Linked DNA regions of Hordeum vulgare: region 1 is linked to region 2. Evidence: chromatin contacts called from public Hi-C data. All regions are on one chromosome and are shown on one strand. Each heading gives the region's core, a stretch centred on a gene start, on an enhancer-like site or on the middle of the called end of the contact. The rest is flanking DNA. Distances are from core to core; before and after follow the strand shown. Region 1 has its middle 18 kb from the start of LOC123438304. Region 2 has its middle 6.5 kb from the start of LOC123438278.

The links. Hi-C and Micro-C count contacts between places; a contact is called where the count stands out from the background.
Region 1: a Hi-C map of leaf shows a contact between it and region 2, with 6 times the contacts expected there. The contact joins two enhancer-like sites. A contact is called at or near these places in 2 of 6 Hi-C or Micro-C datasets (both in leaf).

What each region holds. Positions count from the first base shown.
Region 1 is chr1H:373,033,812-373,037,962 of MorexV3_pseudomolecules_assembly, forward strand. No RefSeq gene overlaps it. Among protein-coding and RNA genes, the nearest start is that of LOC123438304, 18 kb to the right of the region's middle. Within about 2 kb of position 1,945, at least 3 of the 3 cell types and tissues checked have open chromatin away from gene starts, as enhancers often do. A contact at or near this core is called in leaf, where this site is marked.
Region 2 is chr1H:372,814,179-372,818,039 of MorexV3_pseudomolecules_assembly, forward strand. No RefSeq gene overlaps it. Among protein-coding and RNA genes, the nearest start is that of LOC123438278, 6.5 kb to the left of the region's middle. Within about 2 kb of position 2,168, at least 3 of the 3 cell types and tissues checked have open chromatin away from gene starts, as enhancers often do. A contact at or near this core is called in leaf, where this site is marked.

The DNA of each region.
Region 1 (4,151 bases), core at 695-3,194, 220 kb after region 2:
CTTGCAGGTGTTAGGGCAAGTCTCTTCTTGAGATACCCTTTAAGACATCAAAATATGCCATCTCTTTGTGAGTCTATGTTTCAAGTTCTCATCAAAGATTTCATGAAGAACTTTTGGAGGAGAATCCTATTGAGATGATAGCACTATGCGGACAATCGTGAGACGATTCTACATGGTCAAGCATAGAGTATAGGGAGTGTTAAGATTAATTACTTCATGTAATTAGGGAGAATCTCCCCTTGCCCAAACCGTTGGGTGGTTTGTCCCGCAACCGACACATCTCCCTCTGTCGTTGGAACCGACGCCTCCTTTGGATCGTCGTGTCTCTCGAGAACATATAAATAGCGCATGTAACCATCGATCAACGCAAATATTTCAGTTCAACCTCAAACACATTCATAAGGATGAGTTATGTGCATGTTTATGGGCATTTGCGATTATACTGTGTTCGAAAAAATAGTTTCATCTTTCTCCCCCTCCTTATAGGACTACTAGGATGGAAATCATATGTACTGAGTTGGAACAAGAGTGGAAACAATGTTCTCTTTATTGTTTGTCGGCACATCAAATTAGACACCGCGAAACAATTCGTGGTTGGATGGTTAGGAGGACAGTGATATTCTATGCCCACGAGAGTTTAAGTGTGATGCTCATATTTTTCTTGATTTATTTCAGGTCTATCGACGATGTGCGTTCAGTGAAAGGATACACAACTTCGACGGTGCATGCAGTCAATTTTATTAATTATTCACAAATGTCATACAAAGTAATACATCAGTCAGCCTGAAGCCGCCATCTAGCCAACACCTCTTGCTACTCCTGTCCCCTTGATGAAGGTGTGCCGGATATCCGGGCCTAAGACCAAACCATCGCACGAAACCCTAACATCTATAGCCGGATGCCCCAGCCCAACCACATACCAGGACTGGGTCCCACACCGGACCGGCGCCCTCTCGCTCCCGTCGTGATCTTTCACCGGTCCATCTTCACAGCAGGAACTGAAGCATCGACCTTGCCTCGCTTGCCATCGACGCCAGCATGGCGCCACACAACGCCACCATCCTGCACGTGTACATCCACACGCTACCACCACCCTGCTGTCGATGCAACACCGCTCCTCCTCTTTCCTATCCAGCCATCACTTGCTCCAAAACGATGCTCCCAAGAGGAAAAGCGATACTGCGAACCCATCATCGTCCGATCCGAAAGACCCTGATCTAGTGTTTCCCCTGAAGCATCCCGAGCCTGATGACGCAAACTCAACGACGATGCCTCAACAAGGAAACAACATCAATGACGTCGCCATCTACCGCCATGACCGTAGTCGGCGCGATTTCAAGACATGTGCCAAGTCAATCTTTCAGATATGCTCATAAGATAGGGTGTGCATGCACGTTCATAAAGATGAGTTTTTTATGCTCATATATATGAGCGATTTCGGTTGTAGTGTGTTGAAAAGAAAAATTCAGACATAGAGAACAGCTGCCAGATTTGGTTTAAACTTTTCCACTTGGGCCGTTTCTATCTTCGATTTTCAAAACATGGTCACATTCGATAAACATGGAGCAAATTAGACATGTGAGGTACTCAATTATTTCACTCCCCACTTAACCACGTTTAGCGTGTCTCGAGCCAACGACTCTACAACTAATTCTTGTCATTTTTCCCTGATGAGACGTTGAGCAGGATAATGTGGTGCTGCCGCCCACTTGGCCACTACGACCAAGAGGGATAATGTTTCGAAAAACGGCAAGTTGATAAATCCTGCGATTCGGCTCCTAAATTATTGCTTACCCCGCTGGAAGGATAAGAAAAGGGCATTACTGATTATATCAGTTGTCGCACTAAACAAGCCGGTGTGGGACCCAGAAGCAGCGTCCCGCTCAAGGCGGTGTCGGTGCCAGCCGAAACCAGCCAGGCCCATGCACGCCCCGTCGACGTCAAGCTGATTCAGCTCCAGCTCCGCCGGTCGCCCCCGTCCATTTCACGTTTTAACTCACGCTCACGCGGTACGGTTTGGAGCCCAGGCACGGGACGCATCGGGGTTAAAGCGGGGCGTTGGGAAGCCAGGTTGGGTTGCAGGGTTGGGTCGACGTGACGGCCGCGCGGCTGTGCGCCGTCATTTCGTTTCGTTTGGGAGGGGGGGTGGCGGGGTTGGTGCCGTTGGCTGGTTGCGCTGCCCGTGGGCTATCTGGCTAGACGACGTGCGATGGTGGTTATCCTGTCGGCCGGGTGTTTTGGGCCGTCCAGGTCGCGCTCCGGGCACGTGCTGGGTACGGGGGCTCTCTGATTGGCGCATTGTGCTCAGGCGGTACCTTGACTTAATTTATAATCCGCCACGGTCCTCGCCTTTGACAATTCACATATCCGGTCCCTGCCGGCGGTTGGGTCTAGCGTCTAGGCTTGCTGGTGGTGGGAACGAGCCGAGCCGAGCCAGGGTTGGCTTTGGTTTGCCTCCACTAAAAAAATGGCAATGAGCTCGGCCTCGGCTCAACAAAGCTGAACAAGCCACCAGCTTCTATAGCGCAAAATCCCTCCTCACTCTAGAAAAAACATCTGGAATTAGTAATTTGTGTAGCCTCTTTTACTCCCTTCGTTATTAAATATTTGTTCTTTTAAAAATTTAATTATAAACTACATACAAAATAAAATGAATAAATTTATATTTTAAATTATGTCTATATACATCCGTAGATAGTTTATAATGAATTATTTAAAAACAAATATTTAAAAACCGATGGAGTAGTATATTGTTGTAGTATATTTTTGCTGTAAAACATGGCCATGCACAACATGTGCAAAGAAACCAGTGAGTATGATCGTTCGGCCTGGTAAACAGGCCGAAAATAACACTACTCACCGTCCATTTAACACAAGGCGATTGCTTCGGTGGGGAGTGGACTTTGCCCATTTACTTGCAACCACTCACCGTCCTCGCTCAACTGTCGCGGTGTCGCTAGAAAGGATGGTCGGCGGAGGAGTGCCTTGTGATCCATCTCGAAATCCACACCGCCCACGCGATTACACGGGTCAAACAGTTTGGTTAACGTAGTACTGTAGTACTGAACTACATAGAGAAACATTAATAAGTCCCACCGTCATTTTGGGGAGTACATGCAATCGCAGGAGACGTCTATCTGGACGGTGAGCGCGTACAGCTGCAGCAATGACGCGCCCATCTGCGCTGTAACTCCGGCTGGCTGTCACGATGACTTAGAGCAATTTCATCATAACGATCTATTTTGTTTGTCGTCGTTTGTTTGACTCCGTATGAATAAAAGTGATGGTTTAATGTGTGGACCTATTGTCAAAATGTGTTCGCTTCGCGTACACACCGACTCCATTTTTAACCCAAATTTAGGACTGAAATGCGTCGGCACGGACGCGAAACGAAAACGCGTACAACTTTTCGGTGTCCATCCCAACTATCCGCGGTCAACATAATTAATGATGACCATCCTCCGCGAGCCCACGCGCCAGCAACCTCGGTCGGCTTTTTTAATCCGAACGTGCGGAGGGGGTTCGGGCTCATCTGCTTCTAAACCCCGTCCCCATCTCGTCGCCCCTTTGTTTCCTCGTCGGCGACCCTAGCCAGCAGCTATGTCCGGCTCCGTCCAAAACAACGACAACACCCCCTTCGTTTATGCCTGCGCCCTGACTCCGAAGGAGGTCGTCTAACTCCAACATAAGAGGGCCCTGGTGGAGATGTGCGTCCGTGTTGCGCCATTGCAGCTACCAGCAGCCATGGCTGGCTCCGCCCAAAACAACAACAACACCCCCGCCGTCTATGCCCACGCGTTGCTCCTGAAGGAGGTCGCCTACCTCCAGCATAAGTGGGCGCTGCGCCTGGGGGAGCACCACGCCGTGTTGCGCCACCATCGTCACCAGCACTGCCCGCGCCGGCACATCCCACCCCCGCGCCGACGCAGCCCGACCTCACCTTTGACGACCAGGACGCCTAGGATGTTTATTATTTTTCAATTATAATGTAATGGAGACGCGTGGACTCTTCCCGACCTTCGTAACCTGCTTTTAATGTTTAATTCATGATTTTTAATTATTTTTGAAAATGTTTTTTTGACACACCGGTAAAAAATTGATTGGATCAGTGTTGGACGCATGCGTCGACCTAAATGCTGAAACGAACGTTG
Region 2 (3,861 bases), core at 918-3,417:
CTGAGTAGGTATGCTCAAAGTTGCCAAGGTTTTCAGCATAGACATGTTAAATTTTGGTTTCAGACTTTTCTTGTAAGCACGAGGAGGCTGAGCAGCCGAACTTGTAGCTTTGATGAGGTTGGATCTGCAAATGTGGCTGTCATCTGCTCACCTGCACCTGCAGAGTGCAGGCAAAGGTGGGCAATCAGCTGGCAGGAACAGGGTTTGGACCCATCCCGAGGGCCATTTTCTATGTGTATTCTGTGAGTGTCATTTCACTCAGATATCCACCGTGCTTCTTGCTGTTGCCACATTTACTAATTACTATTTCCTCTGTATCTAAATATAAGTTTTTTTATAGGGACTACATACAGAACAAAATGAATGAATCTACATTTTAAAATATGTCTATATATATTCATACGTTGTCTTCTAGTGATTTTTTTTAAAAAAAATTTGTATTTAGGAACGGAGGGAGTACTTTACTATGAGTAATCTTGTTATTACATTCAATATATAAGTATATGGGTAAACGCAAAAAAAGTATATGGGATATAATAATGTCTTATACTCCCTCCATTCCCTTAAACTTCTTCCGCCTCGGTGCATTAGACATTTTATAAAAATCAAATAATCTCAAAATGCTAAAACACATTACAATAATACTAGTTGCATGCATATTAATTAGATCTCATTTATTAATTGAAGGACCAATGCATGTAATTTATGTGACATATTTTTTGCATTTGAAGAGGTCCCCTAATTAATAGCAGGTTGTCAGGTGAGAAAGAAATAATATGGTTGGCTTTCTCTGCAATTCAATTTCTTCTCCTACCTAATCTCTATGTGCCTAGGTTGCAGTGCATCTTCTAAGATGCCTAAGGCCCTTTCCAGTGCTTCATGGTGGACAGATGCTAGGCATGCCACATAAGCAAAAAAATGACATGGCATAGCAATTAAGAAGGAAAGAGAACAACTTTGATGATCCCAGGAAGAACCAATGCCATACACGTGAATCTAGGCAAACCACTTAAATGAAAGAAGATGACCAATGCATGAGAGAGTTTAGGTGCTAAATCATTAAATAGAGTGAGCTTAGCAACAACAGGTTAAGCACCTATGCATTGGAAAGTTGAGTTGCTAAGCTATTTAATGCTCTTAGCACCACGTCTTAGCACCTTTGCATTGGAAGCAGCCTAATGCACCGAGACATAGAGAGTACAAGGCCACAAACTCATATTACAAGTATCAAAGTAGAATTTAATAACTACTTTACAAGCCGACTTTTTATTTTGTTTAGCGGGATCATTAATACGCCGCATGAATGCAAGGAAGAAATGACAGGAAAGTAGCTGAGTGTCATTATGAGTACGTACATACAAGTATTAATTATATTATTAGTATGAGATAACATCATTAATTTTTGCCTCGTTTAGTGTTAGTGGTCTTGTATAGATGCAAAATATTTTTTTATTGTGTATTTGTATAAGGGAATGGAGGAAGTATTATAGGACGGAGGTAGTAGTAATTACTTTGTTTTCATCTTATGTAGATCTAGAATTACAACAAAAAATAGTCGTAGAGAAACTTACTTTATTTTAAAAATGACTTTCGGATCTAGTGAACCGGATTTTTGAAGGGACAAATAATTCCAAATTTTCTTTTGTGAATATACCTTTTTTTGCAGGGTATATACTTATGAATTATTTTATTATATGGCTGCACAAGAAACATAAATATATGAATCTGAAACTTTGTTTCTATATATGCATGTGGAATTAGTTTCAGCTTATTTCTGAAAAACCAAATCTAATTTCCAATTTCAAATCAGATTTTAGTGTAGCTCGAGCGCGCTTCAGTGTTTTCCAATACCACAGCTGCCACCATTTTTTTAAAACTCATGTTTCCTTTTGTTTAGACAAAACTCATGTTGGGTTCTTTAGAGGTAAACTCATGTTGGTTCGTGGCCTGGTCCATCACTCTCTGACAATATTACGCGGCCCATGGACTTCTTTTATCGTCCTCACAACGAGCCCACAGAACGGCCCAGCTTACAAAATACAGTCCATTAAAGGTACGAAAACCCATGGAACACGTGTGCAACGCCCGTGACGCTCGAGGCTGGATGCTGCCACGACACTCACGTGCGTGGAATCCGGAATGGAATATTACTCCAGAAGATTCCAATACGCTTTTTGATGGGCAGGGCGCAGATCAAGGCGGTCGGTGAGGCCCGGCCGGCCCATGCAGCCCCACTTATTAGGCCTGTCGCTCTCGTTTTCAACATAAAACAAGAGAAATACAATACAATTTACAGTTCTCGAAAAAAAGGAAAAATCTTAACGCGCGGCGGTCGTTTTCCATCTCATGCGTGGAGATAAGGCTATCTATAATGAAGAGTATCATATAGTATCTTTAGGTCTCGTTTTGTTAAGGAGAATTGGGAAGGATTTGAGAGAAAAAATCCCCGAGGGGCCCAGAAACCTCACAGATCCTCGCGCGCCCATTTGGTAGGAGGGGTTTGCTTAGCCCAATCTCCTCCGTTCCCCTTCAATCCCTTCCTATTCATGTGTTTCAAAACCCTCCTCGGAAGACTAGTGGGAGCAAAACCCCGGGGATTTGAGAGGATTGGGTGAAACAAAGGAATTCACCCAATCCGTTGAAATCCCTCCCTCTCAAAACATCCCCAATCCCCCTTAACCAAACGAGACCTTAAGGGGTGTTTCTTTTCAGGGACTTTTTGAAGTAGGGACTAAAAACAAGAGGTACTTTTAGAGACTAAAGGGGGTATTTGGGACTAAAGGAAGAAGTCCCTATGGAAGAGGCTTTTTGAGACTTTTTTGTCACTTTTTTCAACAGTGTCCCTACTTTTAGCATGCCATTTAATAACTTCTAATATATTACTAGGGGTAACATGGTCTTTTTGCATGTCATTTAATGACCCCTAATCCATGTTTAGTCCTTGAAAAAAAACAAATAGAAACTAGAGACTTTTTAGTTGGGACTAAAAAAAGTCCTAAGACTTTTTAAAGAAAAAAGGTCTTAATGGATTATAAATATGCGTAGTTGACATGCATGATAATAATACTATTGATGATACTACCATTAAGTCCAACCCAAGAAGCAAACTATTTCATCCTATCAGAAAATAAAAAAGGATAAGAACCAACTAGCGCAGGTCTGTCGTGCGAGTGCGCGCAGGTGGAACGTGACGTGTGATTTGGTTCCATCCTCAGAGCCGAAAAGAGGTCATGAAGCTTCGTCGCGTATGGTTAGCTGGGTTTAAGGGATAATACCAGCTAATTAGTGCAACCGCGGCCGTTGACAATGATAGTAAGCGCCTATACTAGTCTTAACAACCAAGGCAGGTCTCCCTTTTTTGCTTGGTAAATATGCGTTTGTACACGTAGTATTATTTTTACTAGTATGTTGCTTCAGCTTATGTTCTTATCTTGATCTTGAGAAGAGCTTTCAATTTCTACATCAGATTGTAGCTTACCGTATCAAGTTTTGCGCGAAAGAACCACCATGGCTGCCTTTGTGTTGCGGCAAGCTTGGCACCCTTGGTATTGCGTTCTTTACTTGCAAACCGTGTTGATTTTCTGTGGGAGGCCCTCAGTTAAGGTTTATAGTCATACAGAGAGCACTACTGTTATATAGCTTGGTCGAGGTCCATCGTGTGTCGAGAAACTCTTACCTCTTGATTGTAACCCTATCCATTTGGAATAAAACTGTTTTACCAGCACAAAAAAAGGCTGGTATTCATCGCACTCATCGATTGTGCATGCTCTTGAGTTGTGTCTTTGGGTTTAATATGGTGTGTTAGGTTGTTTGTAAAGTTTTGATATTCTCATCCTCGAAGGCATCCACATGTACTTGTGT